4 separate regions of the Mus musculus genome follow, and regions 1, 3 and 4 are each linked to region 2. Evidence: chromatin contacts called from public Hi-C data. All regions are on one chromosome and are shown on one strand. The core of a region is the stretch at or near the end of the contact, and the rest is flanking DNA. Distances in the headings are between cores, read along the strand shown.

Region 1 (3,127 bases), core at 350-2,849, 890 kb before region 2:
GGGCTCTGAAATTTCAGGGTAGGCGATCTAATCCCAGAAGGTACAATTTATACATATTCAATACCTCTTCTGCAATCAAGGTTTAGAAAATTTCAAGCCACCCGAGTCTGCTTTGCTGTGAGGTGAAGAGGCTGAAACAATCTATTCTTCTTCTTCTTTTCCTGAGATTTATCTGAATTCTCTTAACTATCCTTGAAAACCAAAAAGGACAACAAATACTTAAAATGTATAAGATGTGGACATTTAAGGAGGTTTTACAGATGGATGAAGAAGCAGTGGGCAAGAAAACAGACTGGGTAGGGAAGGGTAGCTTCCGTTCTACTTAAACCTACAGCAGTGTAATGCAGGGCCAGTTAATATCTCTGAGCACCAAAGTCATCATTTGTAAAATGAGTGGACACATTGCTTAGTCGTTGTCTGGAACTCGCACATACCAAAGATACACCTACATTAAATGATACCAGGAGAGGCACCGGGTGGTTCCTGGCACATGGGAAGGGCTCAGGGGATGTGAGTCCTTGTAATATTTGCAGAGGCTAGTGGTGGAATTCTAGACTGGGCATGGATCTGCAACTAAATCTCAGATAAGCATCTTAAAACTTGGAGGTTCAATTCTGTTTTTATCAAGGAGAATTAAGTTCCTTGGAAAATGATTTGGGGGAGTTTAATTCCTTTTTTTAAAAAAAATTATTATTTTCTTTATTTACATTTCAAACGTTATCCCTTTTCCTAGTTTCCCCTCCGAAAATTCCCCATCCTCTTCCCCTTCCCCTGCTCCCCAACCCACCCACTTCCACTCCTGCCCCTGGCATTCCCCTATATTGGGGCATAGAGCCTTCACAGGACCAAGGGCCTCTCCTCCCATTGATGACCGACTAGGCCATCCTCTGCTACACATGCAGCTAGAGTACCATGTGTTTTCTTTGGTTGATGGTTTAGTCCCAGGGAGCTCTGGGGGTACTGGTTAGTTCATATTGTTGGTTCTCCTATGGGGCTGCAAACCCCTTCAGCTCCTTGGGTACTTTCTCTAGGTCCTTCATTAGGGACCCAGTGCTCTGTCCAATGGATGACTGTGAGCATCCACTTCTGTATTTGTCAGGCACTGGCAGAGCCTCTCAGCAGTTATATACTATATATATATATATATATATATAGTGCATTGTCACAGTACATGGCTAGCCAGCATTTCTTAGTTGACATATTGGTTACTAGTAACGATTTATTTATTTATTTTGTGCAGTAAAATCTATGTGTAAGAAAACAAAACCAAGTAAAAGCGAGGAAGATGGGACACATACTGAATTTCTATGTCCACATGGAATATTAAGAAATAAAGTAGCATGCGAAAGATGGCCTGGTTCAGTACACAGGTGGATGGTACTTCACTGGATCACTACATCAATGAAGGGAGAGGATGGTTTGAGAAGTGAAAAACGAGTTCTTGATGTGCCACAGGGAGCTTGGAAGCCTTAGTGACTTTTCCTGTTTTGTGGTCCTCACAGGGGATCTTGCCTAGTTTGAAACTGAGTGAGCCCTCCAGCCCCTGCCTCTGGAGCCAGAGCCTATGAAAATTAGGAAGGATCGCCCTCTAGAGGTCACATTAACAGCATCATTGTGAACCCAGGAGGATGTGGGCAAGATGCCAATCTCCTTCATGAGGACCTTGCAACTGAAAGCAACTTGCTAATTTGAGAGGCCACGAATTCAAGGTTTGCAAAGGGTGGAAGGCTTTACCACGTGGGGCTAATTAGCACAATTTAGGTAATTAGACAATCCAGTTTGCCTCCCTTCTGAGGCTTTCTCATCACACTAATTGAATAAAGCAGTGGATCTTTAATGACAAATCCCTTTCATAAGCAGGAAATTAAAAATCACTAAACAAAAGAAACAACAGTTAATTAGCAAGAGGTGGCACATTTCTTCGACTCTGTCATGGCGACAAGAGTAACTATTTAAACATCATCTTTATAATTCGGTTCATTTGTCAAGACTAGAATGTATGGAAATATCAGGGCCACTAAATTTTGCTTAGATTTCTACCTTATACTATTTGTCCAGGAATGTGCTACAATTAATAAACTATATGACTAAAGGTGTGAAAGATAAGTCTAGAGGGATTTAGACAGAGACCTGTATCTTTTTGAAGATTTAATAAACATTTGCGAAGAAGGCCTAACTAAGCAGGGTAAACACAACATCCAAATCTAAACAAAATGTCTTCGCTCAAAATAGCTCTCATTATGAAACACACATACACATCAAAGATACATATCCACTTTGACCAGACAGATTCTAGTGTATTCATGTTAGCATTTATGGCACAAGCTACAGACACTCGCTTTTAGAGTCATATGATTTACGTCCATAATAGCAAGCTTCTGGTGATGCTGTTCTGTCGTCTCTAAGGCTAAACAAAGCCCTAACAACTTAGAAATGGGTACATGGTAGGACTCTGTAGGCAATAACACTCAGTTCTCTGTTACTATTAGCATGTGGGAAAACTGCATTCAAAAGGAGAAAAAAAAAAACCCCACATTTGTTTTAAGATGCCATACTTCTGAATGGTTTTTTTTTTTTTTTTTTTTTTTTTTTTTTTTTGGTAAGTCGTTCAAAGTGAGCTGAAGATGAATTGCTGATTGAGCCCTGGCTGCAATTCTTCCCAGACCATAAATTCTCCCAGTCAGGCACAAAATCAGTAAACAAGACTTATAGCATCGGGGAAGTGCAAAGCAGAGAGCTTCAAGGCAGGATGTGGAATTGACTTGTAAGATGAAGCCCTTAGATACAGACCTACACGACCAGAAAAAAAAAAAAAAAGTCTTTTTTTGACAAAGCACAGAAACATTGGGCTACTGATTTAACCTGAACAAGATGTATGGAAAAGTCTTATCGAGGATCCTGGCCAGAGATTATTCTTTTGAGGACTAGATTTTCCTGCAACTTAAATAGCATGTCAGTAAATATTACCTACTTTATATTCCCTAAGGGTTGTATTAATAAAGGAAGGTATCATTTAAAAATGTTTTGAAAATGTCTCTGTCTAAAGTGTCTAAGTGTCTAAAGGACACTGAAAATGATTACTAGCCTGAACTGATAAACGTGTGTGTGTGTGTGTTCTGCTCTCTGT
Region 2 (3,183 bases), core at 202-2,701:
TCATTATCACTTGGAGAAAAGAGATAAGAAATAAAGGCATAAGCTAAACTACCATTTATTCCTTTATAGTATACTATGTTGTTTCAATGTTCATTTGGGTGCATGGCTCTGAATGGGAATTTAGGACAAGGAAAACCACTACTATGTAAATATCATTTTGTAACTCAACCAATAGGAACCAAATACCTTAACTTAATTGGTGAAGTTTCGTTATTGTTGCCATGAGGTATTATGGGTGTTAAGCGGGATGATAGGATTTTAGAACAGTTGTTCCACTTTCCGGCTCTTGTGTCTCCCTCTATGATGCTCGACTGAAACAGGATGTTATACAACCAATGACAAGATCTAGGAAACTGTCCAGCACTGATCATCCAAGTGCACACTCATCAATATGGTAAATGTCAGGAGGTTTTAAAACCATAACGAAGCAGAATAACTGCATTTTGTAATGAGAAACATTGTGCGTCTTAGTATTTTTGCCCTACTAAACTATGCACAGTCTTTAATTTCTGGGTGAATGAATATCTGCAAGCACTTGTCTCTCTCAGGTGCATCTCAAGTGCCATTTAGGATTTCTTAATTTAAATTACCAAAGGCCTTTGTATGTAAATGTAGCCATCCTAACTACTTCAAGGATCACAGAATAAGTTGACAGGGCATACTTGCCTCTTAGTCACAGTGACAAAATGACCCTTTCTCTACCGTCTCTCAAATATTGAAAAACTGTTAAAGAGTGTGATATCGAAATTAATCTCTTCCAACACAAAATTAGGAAACTCTCTAGAGCACACTGGTGTGGTTACTTAGCTGGCTCCGTTGTGCATTTAAGGTTATCTAATATGGAAGCAGAGGAATGACCAAACCAGAGCAGGCGGCTCTCCGCCCCAGGCTGACCTCTTACTGAACACCGAGCTTCCCCACAGAAGAGATCCCTGTAAGCCATGCCAGAGATTTGGCCAGTAGCATCTGCCATTCATGTTAGTATGCCTTGAGGTCAGCCCAGCATGCATTCATTACAGAAAAGCCCCAAAAGAGGGACATCAAAACAACCACAAAGATCATTACACAAAGTCAGCTCACGTTGGGGAATTATTTCTCGTGAACTAATTTCCAGCTGAAAAATAAATTGTATTTGCAAAGCCTATTTTCCATAAATAACATTTATTTCCATGAAATTTGTTGAAGATTGTATCTAGCTTTGTGAAATATGGAATAAATTAATGTTAGTAATAAGACTACCGGTGACTAAATTAACCTATAGCTATACATTATAACGATGTTGCATTAGTATAACGCAAGTATGAAAATCCCCAATACTTTCTATGTGCTCTCAATACTTCTGTCTTATTGGTTAAAAAACATGCAAGGCTTGAGTTTTCTGTAAGGCATTCTATTGTATTTAATTAAAGTCAGATTTAAATATGTGAAAGATTACTTTTCAATGCCAGCTGGATGTTGAAATGTTGGAATTATTTGATTTCTATGTTCATGCAGGAATTCTGATTACATTTTATAAACATTGGTGTCACAGGATATTTTAGCATATTATTTAGATTTGTATGGTCATTATGCTTTAAGGACCAGATATTTAGAGGCCACTTTTTAAGTTTAACAGTCTCATAACAAGCATCTCAAGAAATCTGCTACTGAGCAGAAACTACAAACTCATACCTGTCCCCAACACACTTATTATCCATCTCCATCGCTACCAGGAATGAGGCAGATTGATGCAATTTACAACTCCGTCTAAGAAGATTCAAACCCATGGGGTGGCACTTAGGTCAAAGGACTCTGAGGGTGTCTGCTAGCTGCTAGTTCTCTGTACCTGGATGTGTCCTTTATACCCTTATCATCAGAAGTCAAAACTAAGGCAATGGAAAAATTATAAAGTAGCTGAAGAATATTCTTTAGTGTGTGAAAGGCACAGATGTTATGGGAGGATCTGAGGTGAAGTTTTCACAGTGACGATCCCATGCTGTTTATTGTTATCTCTGCTTCTTGCCTGTAGGATGTACAAGGACATGGGTGGAGCCTTTCTGTTCTGTTCTATATCAAACAGGTGCTCTTACTCCCCCATGTGGCAAGAGAGAATGCCAGTGTGAGCTGGCTGACACAAGCTGTCCAGCGTGTCTTGCTTATGGGATGCTAGAAGTTATGAACTGAAACGCTTAAATGCGTCACTCTTCTTTTTTCCAGGGAGCCTGTTTTTTTATCTGTAGAGTATGGGAAGTATTATTTGTTTAATAGTATTGTTGAGAATCAGTGTGATTATAAATATATGATTCATATTATATAAAAATAATATACATTTATATTATATAAGTATATTATATAAATTATATATAATTTCAAATTTAAAATATCAATTATATTATTATAACTGATATAATATTATTGTGTACTAAATATAAATGTATTTTTATATATGAAAAGGATTAGGGATAATATTTATTCTTTCTCTTCTTGCCATACATCATTTTACTCTCTCAAATACTCAAATTTTTCGGATTGCTGGAAAATTTTGAGAGGAGACTTCTGGCCACTGATGTAACAAAGAAGTTGGATGCAGATGGGTGACTTAGTTCACCCCAGTATTCCTATGTAATCCTGTGAGAAATTAAACACTCAGAATTTGCTAGGGTAGTGACTTTTTCTTGTCCTGTATTTATCATGTGTGGTTTGGATAAAATGTAAGTGGAAACTGACTACCAGTGTCATTTCAGCTCCCCTGTCATCTACTGTTATTTATTGTCCTATCTAGATTAAATGACAAATGAATGCAATGGAAATTCTACAGCTATCTAGGATGCTATCAACTTTTGTGGTTAGGAGAAAGAAGATGCTATGGTCAGAATGGTCAGCATATGCTTTAAGATGTATCACTGATTCAAATACATTGTTTTCTTTAAACACCAGCATGCACTCTGTGGAATACACCTTTAACAACAGAAACCAATGGGGCTTCAACAAGCCTGCCCCACACTGCTTGGAGAACTTTAACAAATAAAGTGGATACATGGCTCCCCCTAGCAACCGAAATGTATAGTACAACCAGCTCTTCAAAGGCAGGGTTGCTTTTAAAGTCTTACTTGTAAACACACCTCCTGAGTGAGGAAAATGAGCAACTGTATCCAACGCCCCTTGTGTGCTGCACATTTTTATGGATAGATGAAGGTAACTGCA
Region 3 (3,014 bases), core at 263-2,762, 690 kb before region 2:
ACAATAATTTGAAGGTCAGGAGTTTCCAGAATAGTCTTGTCTGTAAACTCTTGGCACTCAAAGGAATCTGTGACTGTAAAGAAAATCTCCACTTCAAAGACAGATGATGTGTGTATAAGTGGAACTTATTACCTGGTAATAAAGGGAAGATGGTTTGTAAAGTATATACACCAAGCTATGTGACTGCCATGTCTCCCTCATGAATTTCATTAGTTCAGTGGTTTTCTAGGCTGTAGATGGGGTAAGGGTCATTTTCTTCTTGTGCTTGAGGAAATAGCTCAGTCTTGTTTAGACCTCAGGACTCAGGGCTTACTGCTCCCACATACCCTTTCTTCCATAGATCTTTGAGTCTCTTTTTGTTTTAATTATTTTTGCATCCTTTCAAAAATGCCCCCTTTCAAATATCAATATTCCATTCACATCCAAATACCACAGCGTACATCTTGTCTGACCTTCTGCTCACCTCTTTTTGTTGCTTTTCAGTGAAAAAAACAAAACAAAACAATTGATTCCACTGTTCATTTGATTCTTTGCTTCTCTCTCTCCTTCTCTCTCTCTTTCTTTCTTTCTTTCTTTCTTTCCTTCTTTCTTTCTTTCTTTCTTTCTTTCTTTCTTTCTTTCTTTCTTTCCTTCTCTCTCTTTCTTTCTTTCTTTCTCTCTCTCTCTCTCTCTCTCTCTCTCTCTCTTTCTTTCTTTCTTTCTTTCTTTCTTTCTCTTCTCTTTACTAAAACTTACTTTTGTGGAAGTATGGATCTAGACTATGTGTTTCTCAGCAAGTTCCCAGAGGCTAGAACAGCTCTTGACTTACAAGATATATTCTAAGTGTTTACTACATGTATCATGCAACAAAAATATAACCACCATGGGGAAGATGATTTTTCACTCACCTGTACTACACCTGTGCAGGAATCCAAAAAGATGCAGCCCTTGGGCTCTTTGGATATCTTTTCATCTTTGTAAAAGTTCATAATGTAGGAGTTATCAGGCAACTGAGTCAGCTGGAAGTAGCGCTTTTTGAATGACTAAAGAGAAGATAGGAGAGAGTTTGAATTGTGTTACACTGTTACTCATGGAAATGACAAGGCTTCAGATTAATTTTATCAGCAGAGCATTGCATTTAGAGCAGAGGCTCTGACTTCTGTATAATTAAAATATTAGAGAAAACATAAATTTCATGCAAATGGCTTTTCTCCATGCTGTGCCTTGAGAAGGGATATACAGAAAGGTGGAAGATCCGGGATTGGTTTTGAAGTGTCCTTACCCGAACAGTGACAGTATTGTTCACAGTGCTGTTAAAATTCCCCTTGTAAAGCCAGCCAGACTTGAACACACCAGTACCTCCAGCTCCCCCACCGCCCTTGGATGATGAGTGGGATGTGGTATCCTGAAACAAAAGTCATCATTAGCAAGGCAGCCAAGCCTTGCGGAGCCCAGATCTTAGACACTGCACTTAAAAAGGAGACTTCTTTTCCTCCTTGACTCATCCGTAATAATCGTGTTCCCTGTCAAAACAAACATGATTCATTTTGCCTAAAAGCCCCAACACAACCGGCTCCTGCTGCTCACTAGAAAGAGATTACAAAGAAGCCAGTGCAGCCAGGAACTAATTGCCCCCATGCTTTAACCTGTCCCTTGCAACAGCCACTTACTTCATCCTTATCAGCATCTTCATGGTCAACCTCAAAGGAATGTGAAGGAAGTTTCTCTGGCTTGTGTTCTGCTCTGATATTTAAAAAAGAAGAAAGAGAGAGAGAAAAAAAGTCTATTTTGTCATTTGATTATCTTGCTTCTGTTTTCTTCCATTCCCAAGATCACACCGATTCCATTAACATTGTTTCAGGTTTTGTAAGCTTTGCAACCTTAATATCTGGGGGTTCTTTTTCTCTGGGAAGTGTTAACTTTCCCTTTAGGACCTTGTATCTTATCTCTACTAAGTGCACATTTTAAATGGAGGAGTTATTTTTTTTATTACGTATTTTCCTCAATTACATTTCCAATGCTATCCCAAAAGTCCCCCATACCCTCCCCCACCCCCACTTCCCTACCCACCCATTCCCATTTTTTTGGCCCTGGCGTTCCCCTGTACTGGGGCATATAAAGTTTGCAAGTCCAATGGGCCTCTCTTTCCAGTGATGGCCGACTAGGCCATCTTTTGATACATATGCAGCTAGAGTTAAGAGCTCCGGGGTACTGGTTAGTTCATATTGTTGTTCCACCTATAGGGTTGCAGATCCCTTTAGCTCCTTGGATACTTTCTCTAGCTCCTCCATTGGGAGCCCTGTGATCCATCCACTAGCTGACTGTGAGCATCCACTTCTGTGTTTGCTAGGCCCCGGCATAGTCTCACAAGAGACAGCTATATCTGGGTCCTTTCAGCAAAATCTTGCTAGTGTATGCAATGGTGTCAGCATTTGGAAGCTGATTATGGGGTGGATCCCTGGATATGGCAGTCTCTACATGGTCCATCCTTTCATCACAGTTCCAAACTCTGTCTCTGTAACTCCTTCCAAGGGTGTTTTGTTCCCAATTCTAAGGAGGGGCATAGTGTCCACACTTCAGTCTTCATTCTTCTTGAGTTTTATGTGTTTAGCAAATTGTATCTTATATCTGGAGGAGTTATAAACTGATGTAGATGTGTACATATCTTTTTGTATTGAATGAGAGAGCAAAGAGGATGGATATAAGTCGTAGTGTTTTGCCCCCCCCCCTGCATTCTGAAGCAGGTTACTAAGCAATGACACTTTTGTGAGCGTTTCTGGGTCACCAGTATGTGACATATCCAATGTCACTGGATGATTGCACAAGCAGCCTCAGGCATGAATGGACTTGATTCTCCAGAGGCAGGCTATGTTTTGGCTCTCAGGTTCTGTCATGCCCGTGTGGTAGCTCCTCAGAAGCCCACTCAAATAGAGTAATGTATGCTGTGTGCACCCTTTGGCATCACAGAAATATCCGATTTGGCTGTGGCATGATCAGACATCCCAGAGAAGCAAGAAGGCACACATAGGCTTTAT
Region 4 (3,022 bases), core at 128-2,627, 580 kb before region 2:
TTGAGATAGAAACAAAGAGGATTGTCAAGGCAAAAAGAATGTGACTTTCAATTTTATACACCTTTTGTTCAAAAACACAGTGTCTCTAAGGAAGACTTATGATGAGCCTTTTGAAGCCACAAGAGCTATGTCTTTTCAGCTGTAAAACAACATTGAAATCATCCATTTCTCTCTCTCTCTCTCTCTCTCTCTCTCTCTCTCTCTCCCCCTCACCCCCCCCCCACAAGTTTTGCACATCATAGAAAACTGACTTCAGTTTCATTGATGCATTTTCTAATCATCTCTTGCTGGCATTTAAAAACTCAAAGGAAGATTCATGAATGTTAAAGTTCTCTTAGCATCTAGAAATAAATGCTTTGTTCAGAACAATCCTTGGAGAATCATAATTATTATCAAAGTCCTTCATGAAAAACTTCAAGGAGAACACTTCAAAACTGGAAGAAGTGACGGTATCATCCTGAGCATTTCCTGTTCTTGATTCACGGACAGCTATCGTGCCACACTTGTCAGAAGGCCAAGAGAATTTTTAACATGTTCACAGTGTCTCAAGGATGTCCATGTCATTATCAGGGCTGGATAAAGGGGCTGAGATGTGCCAGCTAGTGCCTCTATGCCTTCCTCTCTGAGAAAGGCATAGATAATTCAAGCTATTACTAAGGAGAAAAGCCAACCACTAGCAGCTGTGTTCATTTGCTTCAAAATGTGCTAATTGGAGAGCTCGCCTACTGAAAATGGTTTAATGCTATCTCATGTAAACAACAGGCAGATGAGGACTTTTATGGGCACTGGAGTTATCTTCAGAGTTTTAATCACTGAACTGTGGAGAGATAATATTTCATTCTATTCCAATTGTCATAGCTACCACAAACAGGGTGTCATACTCAATATAAACTGATTGTTTATATTTTGAATGGATAGAGAAGTCCTGGACCAAGTCACTGGTAGATTTAGAGTCAGAAGAGGGATCTGCCTTCTAGGTTACACATGTTAACATCCAAGTTCTCATTTGCTGGAAACAGCTGCCTCAGGCTTGAGTCCATTGATAAGGACTATGCTGCCCTCTAACAACTGGACTCTCATTCCCTCGATCTTTCTGGTTTCACTGCTTTGGTGTTAAGATTGCAACATTTGAATTCTAAGAAGGATAGAGAACTTTTGGACCACCATGGCTATAGAGGGCCAGTCAGTTCAGTCAAGAGGTTTAGATGTGGTGTCTAAGAAGCTATCTGCTGTTGGCCATGTGTGTTGGATAACTGTTATGGGGTAGAAAAATGAAGATAATAAGTTCTTTAAAGACGAGAGGCTCAAGCTTCAGAAGCAAACAGCCTTAGAAGGTAACTCTGCTGGCATTTTCCACATAAGCATCGCCCCCTGGTGTCCACGCAGAGAGGACGCTTCAAGAGCTGTCTTGTAAGAAGGAAGTAATGCTATCCCTAACACCATTTACCCATGTTCTCATTTATCCAGGTCTTAGTCCCTAACTGCACTGCTGATAAAGGCAGCTACAGCATGCAGCATCAAGCATCATACTGAGTTTAAGACAAAAAGCTTCTCCTACTTCTGAGTGTCCATTATTGACAGACATATCATTAATATTTTCCTGGCAGGGATTTCATTAATTTTTCAGTTCTCCTGAACAAATGAGAATATTGAAACACATTGTTTCAGAGGCTACTGGTTACACTGAAAATGGCTACACGATATCTCAGGAGGATGTTCAGACACTCAGCCAGTCAGTCATTTATATCCACAGATGGAGAGGAGTGACAGACCCTGCTTCTCACAGCTTCCTGGACTGGAGGAGTTAAGATTGTCCTAGATTCTCAGTACTCACTGAAGAATTGGAATGACCAGATCCGTGTGGTCTGCACCAAGTGGACAGATAACAACTGACAACAACGACAATGGCAAAGACGATGACACAATGGTGAGGACCACATGACCATGATGATTACATCATAGCCAAAATCCCTGTCAAAGTCAGATCAAGGATTTATAAACTATGGGGGAAAGAGCATCATCTTTCTTTTGTTTCAAACATTCCAAACGGAGTCTCAGAGATGCTTCTCTGTGAGTCACAGTAGAGCTTCCTGTTGAATGCAGCCTGTTCTCTCAAAAGTACGTGTCATAATGGCAATATTAAGAGATACTTAATAATCATGAAATGATGACTAGCAGTTCTCAAGCTCCCAATATCCTCCCACTCCCTTATTTAATCTGCAACACAAATACATTGTTATTACTATAGTAGGCTGAATGGTACCCTATCCCTCAAGACATGCCACCTTCAAATCTCTAGAACACAGAATGGGTCCTGTTTTCAAAAACACAGGTATTTAGAGAGAAGCCATAGGTCTGAAAGTAAGGACATGCTGGATCACACAGAGCAAGAGACAGAGAGTGAAGAGACAGAAGAAAAAAAAACACACAACAACAACAAAAAGCCTTTAAAAGATGTAGGCAGACCCTAGAGTCATATAGTCCAGTCCCCAAATATCTGGTGCTGCTACTACATACTGGGAGAGGCATCACAGACCTGCCCCAGAGATAGAATAGACTTACTGCTTTGCTTTCAGACTTTGGCTTGTGACAAGGCAAATTTCAGATATTACAAGTCACGTGGTAGTCATCTGCACTAGCAGCTCAAGGAAACTCATGCATTCTCAAAGTTGAGAAAGCTGAGGCTCAGAGAGTTTGAGGTAACTTCCCAGAGCTGCGCAGCTAAGCATTCATGTGTGGAAAATAGGGTCATGTTCTAACTGATAGTTTTCCTTACTCCCCCTGTGTTCCAATGACAAGGCCACAGGTTGGCTTCCCAGTCTGCAAAGCATCTGTTTACCTAACAGGGAAGCAAGAATGCTGAATGTGTGCTGAGGCAGAGTTTCAGGGCAGCTTCATCCTGCAACTTTCTGCCTTGAGAATCAATTTTTGTTTGCATTAAAAGAGCCATTAGAGTCTATACATCAGCAATTTCATTCATGTGTGGCCTAGCTTCTCAACTAAGGGATAAGACTGTTCTATA

Evidence for each region. A called contact is a pair of places that touch in the nucleus more often than the background predicts.
Region 1: a contact with region 2 is called in a Hi-C map of the N1E-115 cell line, with 25 times the contacts expected there. The contact joins two enhancer-like sites. A contact is called at or near these places in 2 of 39 promoter capture datasets (the 3T3-L1 cell line and hippocampal neurons), 1 of 15 datasets of contacts at CTCF or cohesin (large pre-B cells), 3 of 484 Hi-C or Micro-C datasets (the HPC-7 cell line, the N1E-115 cell line and nephron progenitors) and 1 of 115 datasets of contacts at active chromatin or transcription factors (T-cell acute lymphoblastic leukemia).
Region 3: a contact with region 2 is called in a Hi-C map of the N1E-115 cell line, with 4 times the contacts expected there. The contact joins two enhancer-like sites. A contact is called at or near these places in 9 of 484 Hi-C or Micro-C datasets (B cells, the HPC-7 cell line, the N1E-115 cell line and 5 more), 2 of 115 datasets of contacts at active chromatin or transcription factors (bone marrow-derived dendritic cells and large pre-B cells) and 1 of 9 other capture datasets (embryonic stem cells).
Region 4: a contact with region 2 is called in a Hi-C map of the N1E-115 cell line, with 10 times the contacts expected there. The contact joins two enhancer-like sites. A contact is called at or near these places in 1 of 15 datasets of contacts at CTCF or cohesin (pro-B cells), 20 of 484 Hi-C or Micro-C datasets (B cells, the Ba/F3 cell line, the G1E-ER4 cell line and 14 more) and 1 of 115 datasets of contacts at active chromatin or transcription factors (embryonic fibroblasts).

The regions. Positions count from the first base shown.
Region 1 is chr1:80,407,127-80,410,253 of GRCm38.p6, forward strand. No RefSeq gene overlaps it. Among named protein-coding and RNA genes, the nearest start is that of Gm38673, 19 kb to the right of the region's middle. Within about 2 kb of position 1,600, at least 32 of the 459 cell types and tissues checked have an H3K27ac peak or open chromatin away from gene starts, as enhancers often do. A contact at or near this core is called in the N1E-115 cell line, where this site is marked.
Region 2 is chr1:81,298,865-81,302,047 of GRCm38.p6, forward strand. All of the region lies in intron 6 of Nyap2 (neuronal tyrosine-phophorylated phosphoinositide 3-kinase adaptor 2), which reads left to right. Among named protein-coding and RNA genes, the nearest start is that of Nyap2, 220 kb to the left of the region's middle. Within about 2 kb of position 1,452, at least 19 of the 459 cell types and tissues checked have an H3K27ac peak or open chromatin away from gene starts, as enhancers often do. A contact at or near this core is called in the N1E-115 cell line, where this site is marked.
Region 3 is chr1:80,604,904-80,607,917 of GRCm38.p6, forward strand. Dock10 (dedicator of cytokinesis 10) reads right to left here. Exons shown (of 56, transcript NM_175291.4): 5 at 1,650-1,722; 6 at 1,262-1,384; 7 at 888-1,022. Among named protein-coding and RNA genes, the nearest start is that of Dock10, 150 kb to the right of the region's middle. Within about 2 kb of position 1,513, at least 38 of the 459 cell types and tissues checked have an H3K27ac peak or open chromatin away from gene starts, as enhancers often do. A contact at or near this core is called in the N1E-115 cell line, where this site is marked.
Region 4 is chr1:80,721,479-80,724,500 of GRCm38.p6, forward strand. The region is part of intron 1 of Dock10 (dedicator of cytokinesis 10); the gene reads right to left. Among named protein-coding and RNA genes, the nearest start is that of Dock10, 36 kb to the right of the region's middle. Within about 2 kb of position 1,378, at least 29 of the 459 cell types and tissues checked have an H3K27ac peak or open chromatin away from gene starts, as enhancers often do. A contact at or near this core is called in the N1E-115 cell line, where this site is marked.